Regions from separate parts of the Sus scrofa genome. Here all the other regions are linked to region 2. A link is a contact called in public HiChIP or PLAC-seq data. All regions are on one chromosome and are shown on one strand. The core of a region is the stretch at or near the end of the contact, and the rest is flanking DNA. Distances in the headings are between cores, read along the strand shown.

Region 1 (5,358 bases), core at 2,526-5,025, 240 kb after region 2:
GGCTGAATCGCAGCTGTAGCTGCTGGCCACAGCCACACCCATAGCAACTGAGGATCCAAGCCTCATCTGTGACCTACACCGAAGCTCACAGCCATGCCAGATCCCCAACCCACTGAGAGAGGCCAGAGCCCACTGAGAGAGGCCATATCCTCATGGATACTAGTCAGATTTGTTTCTGCTGTGCCATAACAGGAACTCCCAACATGTTAGGTTTTTTTCCCTTTTTTTTTTTCTTTTGTCTTTTTAGGGCTACACCCGAGGCATATGGAGGTTCCCAGGGTAGGGATCGAATTGGAGCTATAGCTGCCAGCCTACGCCACAGCCAAGGCAACACCATCTGAGCTGTGTCTGCAACCTATACCACAGCTCATCGTAATGCTGGATCCTTAACCCACTGAGCGAGGCCAGGGACCGAACCCCATCCTCATGGATACTAGTTGGGTTTGTTAACCAATGAGCCACTATGGGAACTCCCAAATGCGTTAGTTTTGGGAGTTCAAAAACAGATTTGCAAATAATAATTTTAAAAACACCTGGTGGAATCTATACACTTACCCAAAAATCCTTAGGAAGGAGTTCCCATTGTGGCTCAGTAGTTAATGAATCCAACTAGGAACTATGAGGTTGCAGGTTTGATGCTTGACCTTGCTCAGTGGGTTAAGGATCTGGCATTGCTGTGAGCTGTGGTGTAGGTCGCAGATGCAGCTCGGATCCTGTGTTGCTGTGGCTCTGGCGTAGGCTGGAGGCTACAGCTCCGATTCAACCTCTAGCCTGGGAACCTCCATATGCCACAGGAGCAGCCCTAGAAGAGGCAAAAAGACAAAACAAAAAATTAAAAAAGCCTTAGGATGCTTCTTTAATATTATATTTAATACTTTATACCAATTTTCAGAGGGGAACGGGAAACAGATATCTGTATTTCTAATATTTATTTATTTATTTATTCTTTTTAAGGCAGCACCTGCAACATATGGAGTCCCAGTCTAGTGGTCAAATCGGAGCTGTAACCTCTGGCCTATACCCCAGCCACAGCAATGCCAGATCTGAGCCATGTCTGCGATCTACAGCACAATTCATGGCAATGCCAGATCCTTAACCCACTGAGTGAGGCCAGGGATGGAACCTGCGTCCTCACGGATGCTATTCAGATTAATTTCCACTGAGCCAGGACAGGAACTCAAAGATTCCTTTTAGAGGGTTCTACTGGCATATGTGTAGTGCTAACGTCTGGCCTACCTCTCATCCGGGATCTGCTCTAAGGGAGAGCTGGAGGAGGACACCCATGCTATGCCTCTAAGGGAAGCAGTGAGCCTGGCCTGTTATACACCACTAAATACTGGTCAATTAAGAATATGGGCAGGAATGGGCGTTCTCTTGTGGTGTAGTGGGTTAAGGATCTGGCATTGTCACTGCAGTGTCTTTGGTTGCTGCTAAGGCATGAGTTTGATCCCTGGCCCAGGAACTTCCAAATGCCACAGGCATGGCCAAAAAAAGAAAAGAATATGGGTAGGAATGATGTTTTGTATGGCTACCAAATTCAGCCTCAGCAATTACATTATGCTTCCTTTTAAAAATACATGGGGATTCCCTTTCTGAGTCTATTTCATATCCCTTTCAAATATGACTGCATTTCCTAAATCTTTCCTGTGTTGGGTAAAAACACCTTTTCACATGCCTACTGTCTGGTTTTTGTAGATTCATTTTAGCTCTGGATAGAATAATCAAATTGGCATTTAATTTCCTAACTTTTGTAAGTTTTCTCTGCCAAGGTAGCACATACCCTGGGGGATTAGAGTTTAGGTGCGATCAGGTTTTTTCATTAGGAATGAGTAGAAGTGAGAAAATACACTCATTAAACACCGAAGGCTTAATATGTGCAAGATCTGTCATGAGAGCTTCATACACGCTGCCTAAATTTTCCTGAAAATGTAAGGTGGGCTGTATCATTCCCATATTTGAGATATGGAAACAGAGGCCCAGAACTTAAGGGCCTTCTCTAGAGCTAGAAAGGTATTTGCCCTGTTTTTTGCTTTTTAGGGCTGCACTTGCGGCATATGGAGGTTCCCAGGCTAGGGGTCTAATTGGAGCTATAGCTGCTGGCCTACACAACAGCCACAGCAACACCAGATCCGAGCCACATCTATGACCGATACCACAGCTCACCAAAAAGCTGGATCCTTAACCACTGAGCAAGGCCAGGGATTGATCCTGCCACCTCGTGGTTCCTAGTTGGATTTCTTTCCACTGAGCCACGATGGGAACTCCAAAATTTTTTGTTTTAAATATATGCTTTGTGACTTTCCTGGCTAACGGAGCTTGTTATCTTATTTTCAGTGTCCAGAGGCTGCACCCTGAATACAGGCAGGAGCTAGCAGGAGGCCTCGGGATGTTTCTAGGCTGCTTAGTGATGCTTCTTTGTCATAAACCAGTGGGTGCAGAGGCTGTTAACCTTGTGGCTAAGCGCTCAGTTTCAGGAATCACACATGCCTGGCTGGGTTTGAATCCTAGCTCAGTCATTTATAAACAGGTGTAAAACTCATGATCTCTCTAGACTTCTATTTCTCTATTTGTAAAATGGTGATATTACTAATTCATAGAGTTGTTGTGAGGGTTAATTGTGCTATGTAAAGAGCATGGCACAATTCCGGCTGTGGCTCAGCGCATTAAGAACCGGACAGAAGATACGTGAGGATGCGGGTTCCATCCCTGGCCTTGTTCAGTGGGTTAAGGATCTTGTGTTGTCCTGACCTGAGGTGCAGGTCCCAGACGTGGCTCGGATCTAGTGTTGCTGTGGCTGTGATATAGGCCGGCAGCTGCAGCTCCCATTCGACCCCTAGCTTGGTTATTTCCATACGCCGCTGGTGCGGCCCTAAAAAGATAAAAAAACACAAACAAACAAACAAACAAAAAAACTTGGCACGCTCAATACAAACAAGATGGCTGTTACTAATGATAAAGTATGCCTGCCCTTTTACAAGAATGTAACGGCCTCCCTGAGCTGAGGAGTCATCTGAGATTCTGTTTCTTCATCACCTATCCTGTGCGGTTGGAGCCCCAGACCAACGGAGAGAGGTCCGAATCAGGTACCATTTATTTCTTTTTCTGGAAGTAGTAAAGCCCTCTTCTCCGCCCTCAGCCCTGCCAGCGCTTACCTCGACGTGGTCGCCAAGCTGGGGCACTGCGGTTTGGAGGAGGCCATGACCCTAGGGCAGCCGTGCAGCCAGCACTCGCGAACTGGAAAGCCGTGCTAGTGTACAGCTCGTCGCCATGGCGACCAGTTCCCAGCAGCCCAGCGGCGGGGGCGGGGTCAAGGTTGTGTCTTGCCCCCAGCCCAGAGCCCGCGGGCTAGGAGGAAGGCCAAGTAGCCAAGATGGGGTCAGACTTGGGAATAGGGTCTTCTCAGAGTCTGTCACTACAGCAGATATGACTCTAGCGACCAGAATTGAGGCAGGAGGATAAACAGAGGCCATGGGTGAGGGAGGCGAAGTGAGAGGCCAGAATCGCGTTGCCAGCGGGAACTGTAGTTTTTGGTGTCCTAATAGCTTGGCTAAGCAGGCTTATGACTGAGTCGGTTTGTACTACATCTCCCAAAGTTCTTTACCAGCCCGAGCTAGCCTCCCTATGGAGAGCTCTGCATTCTGGGAAATGAAGTCCGAAATATGGCAGGGCGTGGCAGTATGCAAAGAGAGGTACCTAACTCGGACTCGATTTCCCTGCGGCCCGGGTTTGCTCTCCGGCCATTGGCTGAGCGGGGCGGATCTAGTCCTGTTCTTCCCCGCCCCCAGTGACACAATAGCAGCTCCCTCCAAGATGGCGGCGGCGACGGCGGATCCGGGAGCTGGGAGCCCGCAGGTTGGAGACTCCTCCGGCGGGGGCGCTGGGGGCGGGCTGCCGTCTCCGGGGGAGCAGGAACTGAGCCGGCGCCTGCAGCGCCTGTATCCCGCGGTCAACCAGCATGAGACGCCGCTGCCGCGCTCCTGGAGCCCCAAGGACAAGTACAACTATATCGGCCTCTCCCAGGGCAACCTCCGCGTCCACTACAAAGGTATCGGCCTGTTTGGCCGCGGGGGGTAAAAGGCCAGAGCGTCAGCAGGGTGGCTGTGCTGTCCAGCCCCTGCTTCATCACTTCCTTTCCCCAAGCTCCGGATTAGGCCTTAGCTCCTGTTGGGTGTTTGGGTGGTGGGCTGACCAGACCGAGGATTGGCTGCTTAGCCTACTCTGCCGTGAGACTTCGGATGTCAGGAGAACCTCAACAGGTGTCCAAACCCAGTGCTGGGTTGGACATTGCACCCAAGGCCTTCTTGCCTGTCCTGTGGTAGTTGGAACTCTCCCTGGGCCCTTCACCACTGCTTAGCTTTAAACGTCTCTGTAGACATTAGTGGTCTCATCCTCTCTATTAGCCAGAGGTGCATGAGCTTGCTTACCTGCTGGACATCTCAGACACTGCCTACGGTTCTGTGCTAAAGTTGTGGGGCCATCTTCCAGGGCTGCCTCTTCCTCCCTTAGTCTCCTAAGTGGGCTGCTTGGCTGCTTGTATTCTGGAGAGTCTGGCAGCAGCACGAGGGAATCTCTCACTTGTCACCCACCTTGCATATGCCTCCTGTGGTTTGTATGGAGACAGTGTCTCAGACAGTGCTACTGTTCTGAGGATGAGGTGGGAGGTTTGTGTGTTTGCTCAGTTGTTGTCTAATTACACCTTGGACCAGGAAAGGGCTTCCTCTGGCTATGAGGGGTGAAGTTGCTGTGGAGCAGAGAAGAATGAGTCTTCCATTTGCATTTCCTTTTGCTGAAATTTCTTTGTCCTCTCTTACTAGGTCATGGCAAAAATCACAAAGATGCAGCCTCAGTGCGCGCCACCCACCCCATACCTGCTGCCTGTGGCATTTATTACTTTGAGGTGAAGATTGTCAGCAAAGGAAGAGATGGGTAAGCCCAATACTGAGCTGTTCCTTTTGGTCAAAGTTTGAGGTCTCCTGATTGACCCTTGTGACTTGTGTGAGCTGCTGAGCTGTATGGGTCTGGGCTGCAGAGGGGATTAATAGTGGCTGCCTCTGTTACCTGGCTGTAGGCATGGCCTGGTCTAAGCAGCAGCCTTTGATGGCAGTTAGGAACCTGGTGTAGAGGAGGGGCTTCTCTTTAGTGATGACGAAATGAGGTACCTCATAGGTGAGGGAACCAAGTTTACATTAACAATTCAGTGTCCAGAATGGAGTTTCCCCATTATTGTGGGGTGTTTGTGACTTCCCTCCTTTCACACTCTTGCTGCATTCAAGGTTCCTTTTTATGGTTATTAGTCATGTAGAGGCCCCTTTAGACTTCAAAGGAGTAGTAAAGTCTTTGCAGCATTCATCAAAGCTG
Region 2 (5,288 bases), core at 983-3,482:
TAGACAGAAGTGGTGGCTACACAGCATCGTGAATGTACTAAATGCCACTGAATCATTCAATTTGAAATGGTTTATGTCACGTGTATTTCACTCTAATTTTTTAAAATCTATCAAAAAATAGCTACTAGACTATTGTATAGTGAACTTTTTGTCACAAATAAAACTGCTCAAGCTTAAGTTTGCAAATTCCGGGAGTTCAACCTTAATCCCTAGATCTATTTTGATATCAAAATGGTTTGGGATCAGGGACTATGGCAAAAATTTCTTAAAAAGCTGTTTCCATAGCTTTTAAATGTCATTTACGTACTGTTTCAGATGTATATACAGCTCCTACTTACATGATGATACTCATTTAATATTCTCCTGTTTGGTCAACATCTTTATTGATCATGTATGTGGTATATATATAATGTGCTCTAATCAAGTTTGTGTTCCAAAAGTTTGCTTACATCATTAACTATCTTCTCCATGATGAAAATACTCATTCAAACAAGAGTCCTGAATGCTACTTTTCCCACAAATGCCACTTTTCCCATTTCTACCACTATTGTAACATGCATCACCGTTCAAGTCAGTCTAGTAACAGTTATTTGGGTTATGTGCATCCATCATAACACTACAAAGTACCTAACATACCTTCAACATAATTGCTGCTCAGATGATGTCAGTGGAACTGAAATAAACGCAACCGAGAAATAACTACTACCATAAACTATTACGTTGAAAAAGACATTTAACATATAAATACTAACAGGACTGATAATACAAATACTTCCTTATGCCATACATTCAGATGTGTTTTTTAGTGCAACCCTACAGAACAGTCTGTTGAGCATCAATATCAACATGAAGTAATTCGCTTAATACCCGGAAAGAATAAATGGAGATTAGACATATCCACCTTCCTTCTGAAATTCGCCTGCAAATGCAATAGGAAAACTGAACTTAATGAACCACAGTATTCCAAACCAGGTCACAGGAGAGCTCCAAGTCCCCAGCCATCCTGTTTCTATTTCCTGATTGGTCTGACCTCCAAGCATTATGGTGTCCACTCTTCACAATTCATGATCTCCTTTAAAACATCTTGTGAGGTGAGCTTTTTCTCAAAATAAAAATGTACTTCCAGAACTTTCTAGGAGATTTACGAACAAGGTACTCCACTTCTTAAAATTTTCTGAAACACTTTGCTCAAGAAAAGAAATCGTTTTCAGAAAAGTCCCGTTATAGTTACAGCTCGAATTAAATGTGGGCCATATTAAACTTGCACAAGTCGACGTTAACACTAAGGCATTACTCTCCTACCAAAGTAGATTTAAACAGACATGTGCTGGAATTTTAGAGAACTCCTACACTTCCAGAATGCGCATCGTTCAAATAAAGATTGTTTTTAAAACCTAGAATAGACGAAAAACCAAGCCTGCTTACACTTCATAGGGACATTTCCTCCGCACCACGCTGGCAAAGCAGCGACAACCAGACGCCACTTGGGCAGCAGCCCGGACCCTCAGACTCCAAACCCCGGGCGTCCAGGGGCCACAGCGTCCCGGAGTCGAGTTCCCCTCCAGTTTGCTTCCAGCCAAGCTGCGGCCACTTCCACGTCGCTGCGACCTACACGCCTCCTCAGCAACACACACACACACACACGACAACCAGACCTGGGACAACCAAAGGAATAGGGAGGGGACGAGCTCATGAGAGCGAGAAGAGTAGACGCTCTGCGGTCTCGCCCCGCCCGGCACCCACCTGCAGGCCGCGAGCCCGGGGGTGGCGGCGCCGACGCCCCGTCCTCGCCAAAGACGAGTTTAAAGTCGAGCTCGTCGGGGGCGCCACAATTTGCAGTAGTCATCGGCGTGGCCCAGGGTGCTGCGGCTCCTCCTCAGGCGGCGGCAGCGGCGGCGGCTCCTCAGCGCCGCTTCATGCCGGGCCGCGCCGGCCAGGAGGTCGCAGCTCCACAGCAAACTTTCCGGGCGGGGACCGCGACGCCGAGCGTTTCGTTCCGAACTCTAATACTGGCCGCGGGCCGAAACACCCTAGGAACCCCCGTCACCGCCAGTCGTCGGTGCCCAAGCTGGCACGGTCGCCTTAGACGATATTCCCCGCCCCCCCCACAGCCGCCGCCGCCACCACCACCGGCGCGCTCCCGCGCCTTGCCGCGCGCCCGGCCCCGCCCCCTACCGAGCGCCCATCTGACCTGGCAGCCCATAGGCCACCGGCCTCGCGGGCTAGCCCGACGGCCCCGCCCTCTCACTGCCCTACCGCGTGACTCAGTCCCGCAGAAGGAAGTCACGTGACTAAGGAGCGCTAGCTAGCCCTGCTACCTCTTGGGACTTGTAGTTTGGCCTGTATTCTTTCAACTATTTCTGAAATAGGACCCGGCACCGCGGTATGGGGTCCAAAACGTAATTGGATTGAGGGGCCCACCACCAGCCAATCGGAGAAGATCCCTTTCCTTATTGGGCAGACCCCATGTCGTGGAAGGAGCACAAGAGCCTTGGGATTATGGTTCCATTGACGAGCAACTGTAGGGTTATTCTTGCTGACTGGGTTTGGGGAAGGTATCAGCGCCCGGGAGGGTACGTGGATGTCACATACCCTCACCCCAAGCTCAATGGCGGAATCTGAAGAAGGCAGGGACTGGATCGAGCTTCCACCTAAGGTGGGGCGGAGCCAGAGGAGACCTGGGTTGCGCGAGTCTCAAGTCTGAGCTATCCATCGCTACAGACCCACCCCTGGGGGGCGGGGCCATTGCTCCGCTGGATGAGTCTTTGTCTGTCCCCACCACCCAACCTGGCAGCTGCTCCCTCCAGGACAGTCGGCGCGTTCGAGGCCTCGGCAAAGCCCCATGAGCAAGGTCTGTCCCGTGCTGGAAGTCAGGCAGACTGAATGGGAAAGCCTGTGGTGAACTCGCACCACCCAAGGCGCTCCGTGTCTTCTGCATCTTGTCGCACATCCACGGAAGTCAGAGAGATCGTGCTGGTCGAACCGCGTTAGTGGGGAGGAAATTACACTGTCTGAAGAACAGTTTTCACTCTCGGCCTCTCCCCAGCGGGCGTGTCTTCCCTTGAGACGATCCAAGACGTCTCCTCCTGGGGCTTGGGGTGGAGGCCATGCCCAGGGACGCAGAGCCTGGCTTGTTTACTTAGGCACAAGGTGGACCGAGAGCAGGGAGAGGTGGCAGAGACCAACTCCCCTAGCTCCAGGCCCGGAGGGGCATAGCATCCTTAAAAGTGCACTGCCAGAGTAACCAGGGTGCTGTGGCTCAGAAGCTTGCGTGTAGGTGCAAGAGCCCAAACATATCCCAAAGGCCCTGGAGAAGAGTGCAGAGATGTCTCAATATGTGGACTGGCAACCTGAGCTACCAGGGGACCCTGAGGAGAGCCCAACTAGGCCTAAGGTCAGGAGGACTGGGATCATGCAGAGAGAGCACTTGAGACGTTTATCGTGGATTGGCTCATCCCTGAGGTCATAAAACTTTTCCTGCCCTGTTCTCTGTACTCATACCTGTGCTGGTCCTGGGGACACAGATAAATTAATCTCCCTTCAGGCATCAGGGAGGGGAGGCCAGCAAAGCTATAATCACTGTGCAGAGATTAGGGCTGTGCCAAGAGCTCAGAGAAGGTACATAATCCCCCTGGCTGCAGGCTTCCCAAGAGTCTAGGAGGTATTTGGAGAGATGGACAAGGAGTACAATGGTTCCCTGCAGAGAACAGATATCCAAAGACTCAGAGACCAGAAAGTATATGCAGTGAACAGAAAGCAAAGGTAAGACCAGATGAATGGCCAGAGTGCTGCATGCCACTCCAAGGTATCTGGACTTATTCCTGAGGGCAGTGGGGAGCCATGAAAGGGTTTAGAGCAGCAGACTTCCATGTTCAGAATTCTGAACGAATCACTGAATTGAGTGGAGAGGATAGAAGCAGAAGGTAACAGTAGTCAAGGAGAGAGAGCGAATGGCATTAAGTAGGTGAAATATCCTTCCAATAAGCTGTCCTGCCTTCACAGGATCTCAACTTTGAAGACCTAAGTGTGGAATTTAGAGCCCCAACGCCACACTAACTGCAAACTTCTGCCCAGGGAGATGGCTGGTCTATATGTAACATGACCCTTAATATAGTAAAAGGCCCCAGAAGCTTCACCAGTTCACATCCTCCTCCTCATAAAACAATGCAGTTTCAGGATGTGTTCCCCCAACCTCCCCATAATACCTCCCAGGTTGTCATCTGGAGAGAGAAAATGTGCCTTCTGCTTCCAGATATGACTTTACCTGAACCAGGGGCTCAGCCAACTGAGGGGAAAGGCAAGAGGAAGACTGACCATAGAAAGGTCCACCCCAGCACTGGGAAGGGGCTACAGAAACTACAGATGGCTTGAAAAACCCACCCATTCATTAAATGGTCAGCAATGCCTCTGTGTTCCAAGCCACCGTGCACCTGGAGAACACATAAAAGGGGCCATGACTTGGGGAAGGTTTCTGCTCTGGAGGAAACTGAGAACCCTAACCTGGAGTGATAAGGGCTGGGGCAGGGGTGGGCACCAACTGCAGCAAGAATGTCACCACCTTTGTGAGAAAGGCAGCAATGGCTGAGAACTCTGCAAGCTGTGACGAATCAATATACACACATCATACACACACTCCCCATTCCCTTTCCTTAGCTAAGGCCAAGACCTCCCTCAGAAGCTCTTCCTCAGGCCAGCTCCAAAGCTTTCTGAGATGGCAGGAGACCATATGACCCACCTCCAGCCCTCTGAGAACCCTGCGAAGCCAGGAGGCCCAGAGACCCATTTTAATAGAGAGTCGCCCAGACTGGGCCAGGCAGGTGGACACAGGCTGCGTGCATTTCTGTCCAGCCCCTCTCCCTCCTGTGTGAATGCCAGCCAGGCCTAAGTTGAGGGAAAACCATCTCTTTCATAAGCTTCACAAGCTTGGCTCTGAGCCCCCATGACTGAAGGCTCTCCTGTGGCCTCTGAGCCATGGGATGGTCTAGTTAAGCTCAGTCCAGCCCCCCTAGTTCCACATTAGGGGGAATAGAAGCCTTGGAGGAAAGTCAGAGTTTAGAAAAGCTCTTTCTCTCCACACCACACATTCCCCCTCCCACCCCCACCCCACGAGCTCTTATTTGATTTTTCTTCTGTGCCCGCTCCCCACCCCAACATCCAGACTGACCAAAGGGGACACAAGGACTGCCAATGAGCAGCTCCCTATCTGTGCAGAGGCAATAATGCCAGCCAACTACAAGTGAAGAAAGTAGATTGCTGGAGTCAGCACATGGCACTGAGAATACACGGTC
Region 3 (4,872 bases), core at 27-2,526, 220 kb before region 2:
AAGACAAGCCAAATTAAAAGCTGTGAAAGTGTAGTGCTCATATTTCAGGAATCCTTACCCCAACTTTTCCCAAGAAAAGGCCCTAGGATATAAAAAACCAGGTGCATAGTGACAAAAGCCTGCCGGACTGAAGCACTTTGAGTAGAAGAAATGACAGATTAGGGGTGGGCTTCTGCAAATCACTGTGGCCTGTTGGCTTTGGAAAAGTGGTTTGCATTTTGTTCTAGATGCACTGGGAGCAACTCAAGGATTTCAAGCAAAAAAAAAAAAAAAAAATACCTACGGTGAGTGTATGGTTTTACAGACCACTCAGGCCGGTATGTGGTAAATAGGTTTCCGACTACTGAAAACACTGTGACTGGGAAAGCCTAGCGAACCAGACAGCCGTGCGACAGCTGGAGGTCCATATGACCGTGGTGCAAGTCTCTGTCGCTGAGGAGAGACGCCAGGTACTATGACCGAGGTCCCCGTGGAGGTGCTCAGTCACAGACCCAGCTAGAAGCAATCACCCGACTGGATGGCAGAGACGGAGACCTCCCGGAACCCCGCACTCTCGCCGGCCCGGGAGCTCCGAGCCGCCTCAGGCGGACTCTAGAAAGGTCCTCGAGAGTCTCGAAGACATGCGTACCCCAGGCTCCGAGGCCTTGAGCTGAGGACTGGAAGCTGGCTGCACCCAAGCCTCCAACCGCGACCGACCTTCCCAACCCGCCCAGCGCCTCACCCGCCGCAAGAATCTCTCCACTCACGTCTGCCGCCCCCGCCATATTGCCGCGGCAGGCGTGCAAGGGCGGGACCTCCCTTGGCTCGCGGAGCGTGCGGGGCACGGAGCCCGGAAGCGGAAGCAGAAAGCTCTTCCGTCGCACCTCTCGCGTTCCCACAGTGCTCCACGACAGCCAGTATGGAGGCCGGCAGGACAGCGGTGCTCCGAGTGAAGCGGAAGCGCAGCGCAGAACCAGCTGAGGCACTTGTCCTCGCTTGTAAACGCCTCCGCTCCAGCGCAGTTGAGTCGGGAGTCCAAAAGACGCCTCCGGATGGTCTGGAGAGTGCAGCAGAAAATAATGTCTTCCAGTTGGTGGCCACTTTGCGCTCCCAGGTATTGGGCTGGGAGGGAGCCGGTGTGAAAGGGATCTTAGGGCTCAGCTGTGGTGCGTCCTTATCTCTGACACTCTCTTGAACCCTTGCTTCCACCCTCTCCCACCAGGAGGAGCCAGTCCAGCCTCTCCTGCGGGCGGCCCTGCGCCCATCCCAGAGCAGCCAGCAGCGCATCCGCAGTCATCTCCGCGCGTCTGCTCAGGAGATGCGGCAGGAGGGCCGCTACAGAGTAGTCTCTAGCCACCGATCTTCGGGGATTCCCTCGGGTGGCTTGGAATCCGAAGACGCGCCGGGAAGCCCAGAGGCCACGGCTGAGGACGCAGGCTTCCAGCTGTTGGACCTGGTCCGTGAGGAAGAAGACCCAGAAGCCGCGAACGCCACAATCTCCCGCAAAGTGAGTACACGTCCGCAGTCGCGCACTGGGCTTCTACACAGTTAAAGAGGGTACACATGACTTCACTTTAGAGATGGATGCTCCAACCATATTGATAAGCTCAGTTTATAGGTTAGGTTTTTCATTCAACAAGTATTTATTCACAGGCCACTATGTGCCACTCCTTGTTCTTAAGTTCTGTGGATACAGCAGTGAGGACCTAACTTAGAGGAGAGAAAGATCAAGGAAATAAATTCAATTTCAGGTAGCGATATGGGCTATAAGGACAGGGAGAGAAAAAGGAAAACTATGATCCCATCTCATTGAGAAAATGCCATTTGAGTGAAGACTTGGAGGTGAATGGCAGGGCACTGTATATATCTGGGGAGGATTCCAGACTGGGGAGCTATAACTGCAAAGACCCTGAAGCCAAATTTATCTGGTGTTTTCAGAGTCATTGTGCCTGGAGCCCAGTGAGATGGGGAAAGATAGTAAGAAATTTGGGGAGAGGATACTTGCTAGACCCTTTCAAGTAGATACTTGCAAGGATACACTGCCTTTCGTCCTGAGATGGGGAATCACTGGAGGCTTTTGACCAAGGTAAAAATAGAGCAGATGGGAAAACTCTATATTTAAGGGAGGTTAAAGGACCAGCCCTGGGTAGGCTACCAGGTTTGAGGTAATTTAGAATTAGAGTGCAAGACCTCTTACATTTAATTCAGTATTACTTTCTACTAATTACATTTACTAAGTTAGTTTTGTCCCTCACTTCCAAAAAACAAAGTCAGCTACATGCAGTAAAACCAAAGAAATAGAAAATTCTCAACCTCAGGTATGCTTCCTCTTGATAAACATTTTTCAGATCTCCTTTTAGTAGTTCTCGTAGTTTAAAAAATGAGATTTTTATTCAAAATGTATCAAGCAAAAAATATTTTATCATGTTGCTACTATACTTGGATAACAATTTGGGCATGGTGACCATAGCCACCTCTCTTGCCAAAACTAGTTCCACACGAATTCATACTGCTTCATGAGTTATGAAGTTTTGTTTTTGTTTTTTCTTAAATACAGATTGACAGGAGTTCCCTTGTGGCTCAGTAGGTTAAGGATCCAGCATTGTCACTGCTGTGGCTCTGGTTACTGCAGTGGCTCAGGCCTGATCCTTGGCCCAAGAACTTTCATGTACCACAGGTGCAGCCAAAATATTTTAAAAATACTAATAATAAAGAAGACACTTTATTTTTTTGGCCTGGCTCATGGCATGTAGAAGTTCTTGGGCCAGGGATCAAACCCAAGCCACAGCAGTGGCAGTGCTGAAGGCCACCAGGGAACTCCTTAGTTACACATTCTTAAAAGTGAACCAGGATGTTCCCGTTGTGGCACAGTGGAAACAAATCCAGCTAATATCCATGAGGATGCCGGTGCATCCCTGGCCTTGTTTAGTGGGTGGGGGATCCAGCATTGCTGTGAGCTGTAGTTCGCAGACGTGGCTCAGATCCCACGTTGCTGTGGCTGTAGTGTAGGTTGGCAGCTATAGCTCTGATTTGACCCCTGACCTAGTAACTTGCATGTGCTGCAGGGGTGGCCCTAAAAAGCTAAAAAAAAGAAAAAAAGTGAACCAGTATTCAGTGGAATCAAATCAATTAAATAGCTCATTAAATCATAGAGGGAAAACTAGTAGATGAGCTAGGAAAGATATGAACAGAGATTTTCCCAATAGTGCAATACAAACTATAAACACATTAAAAATGTTTGCACATGGGAGTTTCCTGGTTGCTCAGCGGGTTAAGGACCTAGTGTTGTCACTGCTGTGGTGTAGATTTGATCCATAGCCCAAGAACTTCCACATGCTGCAGGTGAAGCCAAAAAAAAAAAAAAAATACTTGCACAGATTAACCATAAAAAACATAAATTTAAGGTGAAAGCAAACTTGAGGTTTTATGCCTACTAGATTATCAGGAAAAGAGATGTTGATAGTACTGCTGGCAAGGCTGTATTAAAACTGTACATGATTGTAGTGCTTAAAATTGATGCAAGCCTTTGGGAAAACAGCAGGGCTTCGTAATTTCAGGAACCCTAAAAACAGATCAGGGCCTATTTTAAAACTATTTTCTAACTGTATTTTTTTATTACAATACACTTAATTTATAATGTTGTGCCGATTTCTTCTGTACAGCAAAGTGACCAAGTCATACATATATACACACTCTCTTTTTTATACTATCTTCCATAATGGTCTCTCCCAAGAGATTGGATATAGTTACCTGTGCTATACAGTAGGACCTCATTGTTTATCTATCAAATGTAATAGTTTCCATCTAGCAACCCCAAATTCCATTCCACAACCACCCCCTCCCCATTGGCAGAACTATTTATTTTTATATCATTTGGACTCTAAAGCCATCCAAAAATCTAAAGAAATTTAAAAATTAGTGACAGCATTTATATGCCCGTTACAGTGGGTTTCTTCTTAAAGTGATATGGTCTAAGTTTTAAAGTACTATTTGATCATACAACATTCTAAACCAACCATACTCAAATAAATTTTTTTAAAAGGATAGAACAATTAAAAAAAATTTGAGAAGAAATCTAAGAAAGTGGAAAAGTTAAGTTCATTTTATCTTGTAATCTCACCCAAGATGTATTCTAGGGAAATAATTCAGCAGAAGCAAATAGCTGTGGCAGTAGCAAAAGCTACTGCTGATTTACTATTTAATTATGTGTCAAGTACTGTACTTTTTTTTTAACTCATTTTATCCTCACAAAAACTGTATGAGGTCGATACTTTCATCTTCATTTTTCAAATGCAAGAAATGACACACTCGTCACAGTGTTTTGTATGGAGGCTAGAAATTATGTCCGAAAAATTGACATACACAACTAGTTCTACCATTAAATTGATAACCATGAAGATTGGCAAGATGGGAAATTACCTATCTATGTCTAACAATAGGAAATGCTATGTGTAATTGAAAATAAAGGTAAACATACACATAGACTAAATAATTTTTCTTTTATGAAAATGATATACATTCATTATAGGAAATTTGAAAAAATACAGAATAAAAAGTGGAGGGGAGCACCCATTTTACCCCATCCCAGAGATAACTAGAGTAAAATTGGTTTATTCCCTTCTGAGTGTAGAATTCTAAACAGCTTTGAAGTTGGTCAGGAGTCTGCATAAAAATTGATGCCTCTGGTTCCTTTTTACTTTGGAGCAAGAAAAAATTAATTCCCTTTAACCAACATTGGTTCCCTTTATTTGCCTTGGTCATGGGATACTCCCCACCTCCCCCTGTATGGTGTCTGGTTTGAGTTGCACAGCGTCTGGTGATGAACCTGTTGAGAGTGACCTGCAGCATATCCTTATGGTTTCCAAAGTGACCTGTCCTACCCCGGATAACACA
Region 4 (5,345 bases), core at 1,939-4,438, 170 kb before region 2:
TAATTGTAAGTTATGTGCAAGTCAGTCTTTTTACTGGTATTGTATTCATACTGTACTCAAATAATTAAAACTTTTTACAAATCACAAAGATCAAAGAAAGCTAACAAAGAACAGAGCAATAACATTCACCTGTGAGGAAATAAGCAGACATCACACTTTCATAAGCCACCTCATTGTAAATGGTCAGGTACAGAGAAAAAAAATGAAGTCTCCGTAGCCAGGCCTAATTCCACGTGTCTGTTTTGGCCAATTAATCTCTGCAACAAAGAGTGAGAGGCAACTTATCAAAAAATGAACTGAGTAATCAGCAGGATGATATTTCCTTTTGTAAAATCTAATTTTTACATGCCAGCAGGGGTAGCACTCAATTACTGAGAAGTTCCATCACAGCCACGGTGGGGTGTAACTCAACACGTGTCAGAGAACTACCCTGGCCATTTCAAATCATGCATGTCTAGACAGCTGCTACTCCCTCTGTCCCAGGTCCCATGAGCACCACTTGTGTCTCTTTTGTAGAGTATGCACACATCCTGGAGACTACAGCAGGAAGCAAAGAGGACAAAGGTCAGGAAATTTCCTGTACCAAGAAGTGCCAGGAGGTCAGTCACATAACTGGTATTTACTTTTGATCTATGATAAAAATATGTCCACAGAGAAGGAGGAAGACAGAATATGGAGCCTGTGGTTTTCCACATATTTTTCAGGAAAGGAAAATCAAATATAAGAACTTTAAAAGACAATCTGAGACCAAAATTGGATGCAAAAGCCATTAGCACACAGCGGGAGGACCTCAGCAATGTGAGCGCCTGGGCCATTTCCTCAAGGGGCCTCCCAGCAAGCAGAGAGAGCTGAAAATGATCTCAGGAAGCACACACGGGCTTTCAAAAGTCTGCTCCTTCCAGAGCTTCGAAATCAGGGAGCAGCCCTCAGAGATAAGCAGCGGATGGCGGAGCATTCTGCTAACCGCGAAAGATTGGCTGGCAGTGCTTTTTTTCCCCCATCAAGGATAAAGACTGAATTCTTTTTCTCAAGCACACAGTCCCGTGCACACAAGAGGTACGCCAAAAATAAACGTTAAATTAAATATGGATTCCTGCTTAAAACTGGCCGCAACACAAGTGGTGCCCAAACTGTTTGCTCAGTGCTCCGTGAAGAATACTCAGATTGTTTCACAAATATCTCCTTCCATTTATGACATGAGATGACCCAATGTGAAGCCACTGAGAAGAGCAGTAAGAGCAGGAGCCATCATCCTCCCTCCAACAGGCCGGACTCCCAGCCCAACGCGGGATGGATTCCCCGCGGCCCCCAAAAGCTCTACTTGGCGCCCCACATCCTCGGTCTCGCCCCCCGGGGCCCTTCTCATTTTCAGAGTCTCTCCCACGCGGCACAGGTTCTTCCCCAGCTTCAGATTCACACTGGAGGGTCTCACGCGGTCCCTCACGGTCACAGTGTCGCACTCGGGGCCACTCTGACCGCGGTCTCTCTCACTCACGGTCTCTCTCAATCTCCCTCCCAGTCTCTCACAAATGGAGTCGCCCTCACACTCAGGGCCCCTCTCAGCCACACACACACACACACACACGGAGTCTCCCTCACACTAACGTCGGCACCCGCACACTCTGCGTCTCGCACACGCAGTCACCCCCGAGCCTCCCTCTCTCTCACACACACAGACACACACACACGTACACGCGCGCGCGCACACACGGCGTCCTCCTCGCACGCTCAGTCCTCCACGGCTGGAGGGCCCCTCACGCTCAAGGTCCCGCTCACACGCACGGCGTCCCCCTCGGGCTCGCTCTCAAGCGCAGCGTCTCTCACGTGCCCGCGGCCGGCCCCGCGCCGGGTTCCCAGAACCGCATCCCGTACGCCGCAGTGGCGGCAGCGGCGGGGAGAATTCCGGCCTCAGAGGACGCGGCCTCGGCCCCGCTTCCCCTCCTCGGCCCGGCTCGTGGCCCGTTACCTCGTGGCGGCCGGGAGCCTCCAGGATGCTCTGTCGCGCTGCCCCCGCCTCCGCAGCGACCACTCAAGCCCCGCCCCCGCCACGTCACCCGCAGCCGGATCGCGACAGCGCGCGCCGCGTCGGGACAGGGAGACCGGCTCCGCAAGGGGCCCGCGGGCGGCGGCGCTTCCGGGCCCGGGGGAAGCGGGGGATGGGGAGGTGAGCTGCGCCCAGGCGCCCGCTTGAGCGGCCCAACACCCCCGGCAGGCCTCGACCTGGGCCCAGCCGCCCTAGCCAACTGGACGGCGGTTCCCCGACCCCGCAATCTCTCAGGGTCTCCAAGGGACTCAATACCCGAACGCGCCCCGCCGGGACCTTTAAATGCCCCACACCGGTTCCTCTGTGGCCCTTGGCCTAGAACACCCGGGGGGGCCTCATACAGCTCACACAAGGAGCTCTAAAGGTCTCCATACCCGGTTCACAGCCAGCCCTCCACCTAGAGACACTAGGGAGACACAGACCGACGGAGGATTCGTCCTCCAGGTCACAGCCCCCACCATGGTCCCCACAGACACATGGACACCGCTGGCCTTCTATAACCAACCCCGCGCCTGCCTGGAGCTCAGGCTTGAGGACATTTTTGAGTCCTCTCCCTGCCTGACCCCTCCTGTCCTCTTCCTCTCCCTCTGGTTGCTCCTCCAACTCCTTCTGGGGCTACATTTCCTCTGGTAGCTCTAGGGCTCTTTCTAGGGCCTCCTGAACTCATGGCTGGCTGCACCCTATTCTTAGCTTCCTGTCCACACCTCAGCCCATGACTCTCCTGGGCCATGAAGTCATTTCCCCCAGACAGCTCTTCACAACTGCACCACATCCTCTGGTTCCAGTCTGACCACACACAAAATCCTGCTCCCCACCCTAGTGACCTGGCAAGGGATGGGCATCACCCTGGACCCTTCCTCCTCAGGCACCCCCAGGCCCTGCATCTCACTGTTTTCTTCTCTCCAGCTGTAGTAGCCTCCCAATCCCTGCTCTGCTCTCTCTAACCCATCCCCACAGGGTAGGAGGTACTTCTACAATTCAGAGCAGAATGACTATTTCCTCTGCTGAAAAACCCTTCCATCCTCTCCCTCTAGACCCGAGATGGTGACCATTGAAGAGTCCTCATTGGTGTTGCTCTCCTGTGCTCTCTGCTTAGAATGAAATTGTGAATGAGAGTGCAGGCATACCTTATATCTTATTGCTCTTCTCTTTATTGCAATTCACAGATACTGAATTTTTTGCAGGTAGAAGTTTTGTGGCAAGGCTGCATTGTCAGATGATAGTTAGCATTTTTTTGGCAATAAAGTTTTTTTTTTTCTTTTTCTGCCATACCGAGGTATATGGAAGTTCCTGGGCCAAGGAATGAATCCAAGCCACAAATGTGATTCACGCCACAGCTGTGGCAACACTGGATCCTTAACCCACTGCACCACAATGGGAACTCCACAATGAGGTATTTCTAAATTAAGGAATGAACTTTTTTTAAGACATAATGCTATTGCACACTTAATAGGCTATGGTGTAAACAACTTTTAGATGCACCAGGAAACAAAAAAATTCATGTGACTTGTTTTACTGAGATATTTATTTTGTGGTGATCTGGAGCTGAACTCCAATATCTCTGAGGTATGTCTGCGTTTATATACTTGGAGTCCTTAGATTCTGCCCTTTTGCCCCCTGGTCTGGAAGAGGAAGGGCTCTGGACACTCATGTCTCTCAACAGCAGCCAGTTCACTTGTCCTTGTAACAGCAGCATATATGACCTAAAAGTTCCCAAAACCTCTGGCTTCACTGTCTTATACCATTACAGCAGCCTGCCAGCTGAAAGCCACCATGAACCAAGCACTGAATCAGATCTTCTCCAACACCATCAGTGTTCCTCAGATTACCCTGCAGGGTACATTTATTCATCCCCATTCTTCATATGAGCAAACTGAGGCTTAGGGAGGTTAGGAGACTCCCCAGGCCACTTGGCTAGAGCTGGGAGAGCTCAGCCTTGAATTCCGATTTGCTGGCCCTGAAGCCTCTTCTACCTCCATGCTCTTTCTCTGCAGCTACAAGACAGAGGGTGGAAGTGGATTGAAATGGGTCAGGGGTGAGAGGGTGTCTGCAAGGACAGTAGTATGAGTGGGTAGATGTCAGGGCAGAGCTGAGTCACCCTAGGCAGGACCTGGGTTTGTTTTTTGTCTTTCTAGGGCCGTGTGGTTCCCAGGCTGAGGGTCGAATCGGAGCTGTAGACACTGGCCTACGCCACAGCTACAGCAATGAGGGACCTGAGCCATGTCTGCGACCTACACCACAGCTCACGGAGACACCGGATCCTTAACCCACTGAGCAAGGCCTGGGATTGAACCCGCAACCTCATGGTTCCTAGTTGGATTTGTTTCCGCTGCGCCACAATGGTAACTCCAGGACCTGGGTTTCATATGGTTATCCTTTTTTGAAGGCCACCAATGCAGCTGGACCTATGTATTCCTAGGCGTCCTAATCCTTTCTGGGCCATCCATTCTTCCAGGTTTGGCCAAAAACTGGGGCAGCGCGAGGGTTCAGAGCGCCCTCTAGTGGTGCAGGGTGTATTGACGCCTGAAGCCCAGACTGCCCAGGCTCCTGTGAAGGAGGCAGGATGGGGTCTGCACCACAGAACTCAGGCCTAGACGCCATTTCTATGCATATTTCCCTGCCCCTATCCTGCTCCATTTGGTCCCCAGTCTCTCAGTCCTTGTCCTTGACCATTTTGGTCTCTCTTCCTCCCTCAGTCTCACCGTCCTCAAAGACAGACAGATAGTGGGCAGCAAAGGAAATGAAGCAAAGTAGAAGGGGGGCATCCTAAAAAAACCTCTAAGATCAAAGGATGCTGAGACCTGCAAGTTGAAGGAGGCCAGAAGGCTGGGAATGGAAATCCAGCAGGGCGACCTGCAGGGATTGTCCCTGGTCTCCAGCTCCGGAGGCATTTGAAGCCTATTGACCAGACAGGAGCAGGGGGAGGATGAAGCTTCAGTCCAACAGGAATGTTTCGGATCCTGGTTCTCAGTCCCAGGAGGGGAACTAGATGCCAGGAGAGGGGGCAGGAGGATGAAGCCCAAGGAGGTGCATAGGAGCCACACTTTGGTGCTGAGAACCCACCAAGGCCCCAGGAACGGTCAGGGTCTAGCCCCTGATTACTGGCTCTCCAGCCCCTCCACTCTTCCACTGTCTCCCTCCTCTCACACTCAGAGCAGAGGCTAGGCCAGGGCACTTTACAACATTCAGAATACTTTTATTGCCAGAACCGAGGTACAGCCTGCTCAAAGCCCCATGAGGGGTCTACCACTCAGGAACAAAGGGAAAGACAGATGCTGGGTAGGAATGCAACAGAGAAAGT

What was found. HiChIP or PLAC-seq counts read pairs in DNA pulled down with a chosen protein or histone mark.
Region 1: a contact with region 2 is called in an H3K27ac HiChIP or PLAC-seq map of alveolar macrophages. The contact joins the promoter of RANBP10 here to the promoter of NFATC3 in region 2. A contact is called at or near these places in 1 of 5 promoter capture datasets (fetal liver) and 1 of 2 datasets of contacts at active chromatin or transcription factors (alveolar macrophages).
Region 3: an H3K27ac HiChIP or PLAC-seq map of alveolar macrophages shows a contact between it and region 2. The contact joins the promoter of PRMT7 here to the promoter of NFATC3 in region 2. A contact is called at or near these places in 1 of 47 Hi-C or Micro-C datasets (embryonic fibroblasts) and 1 of 2 datasets of contacts at active chromatin or transcription factors (alveolar macrophages).
Region 4: a contact with region 2 is called in an H3K27ac HiChIP or PLAC-seq map of alveolar macrophages. The contact joins the promoter of SLC7A6 here to the promoter of NFATC3 in region 2. A contact is called at or near these places in 1 of 47 Hi-C or Micro-C datasets (fetal heart ventricle) and 2 of 2 datasets of contacts at active chromatin or transcription factors (alveolar macrophages and skeletal muscle).

Annotation. Positions count from the first base shown.
Region 1 is chr6:28,426,800-28,432,157 of Sscrofa11.1, reverse strand. RANBP10 (ran-binding protein 10) reads left to right here and starts at 3,775. Exons shown (of 14, transcript XM_003355780.5): 1 at 3,775-4,045; 2 at 4,815-4,926. The coding sequence starts at 3,811. It overlaps TSNAXIP1 (translin-associated factor X-interacting protein 1), which reads right to left and starts at 3,627. Exons shown (of 16, transcript XM_021094108.1): 1 at 3,153-3,627. The coding sequence starts at 3,199.
Region 2 is chr6:28,663,402-28,668,689 of Sscrofa11.1, reverse strand. It overlaps NFATC3 (nuclear factor of activated T-cells, cytoplasmic 3), which reads right to left and starts at 2,232. Exons shown (of 10, transcript XM_021094122.1): 1 at 1,744-2,232. The coding sequence starts at 1,846.
Region 3 is chr6:28,879,552-28,884,423 of Sscrofa11.1, reverse strand. PRMT7 (protein arginine N-methyltransferase 7) reads right to left here and starts at 1,276. Exons shown (of 19, transcript XM_021094144.1): 1 at 722-1,276. SLC7A6OS (probable RNA polymerase II nuclear localization protein SLC7A6OS) reads left to right here and starts at 852. Exons shown (of 5, transcript XM_021094162.1): 1 at 852-1,093; 2 at 1,202-1,486. The coding sequence starts at 899.
Region 4 is chr6:28,832,640-28,837,984 of Sscrofa11.1, reverse strand. SLC7A6 (Y+L amino acid transporter 2) reads right to left here and starts at 3,188. Exons shown (of 10, transcript XM_021094156.1): 1 at 1,967-3,188. It overlaps PLA2G15 (group XV phospholipase A2), which reads right to left. Exons shown (of 5, transcript XM_021094161.1): 5 at 5,220-5,345.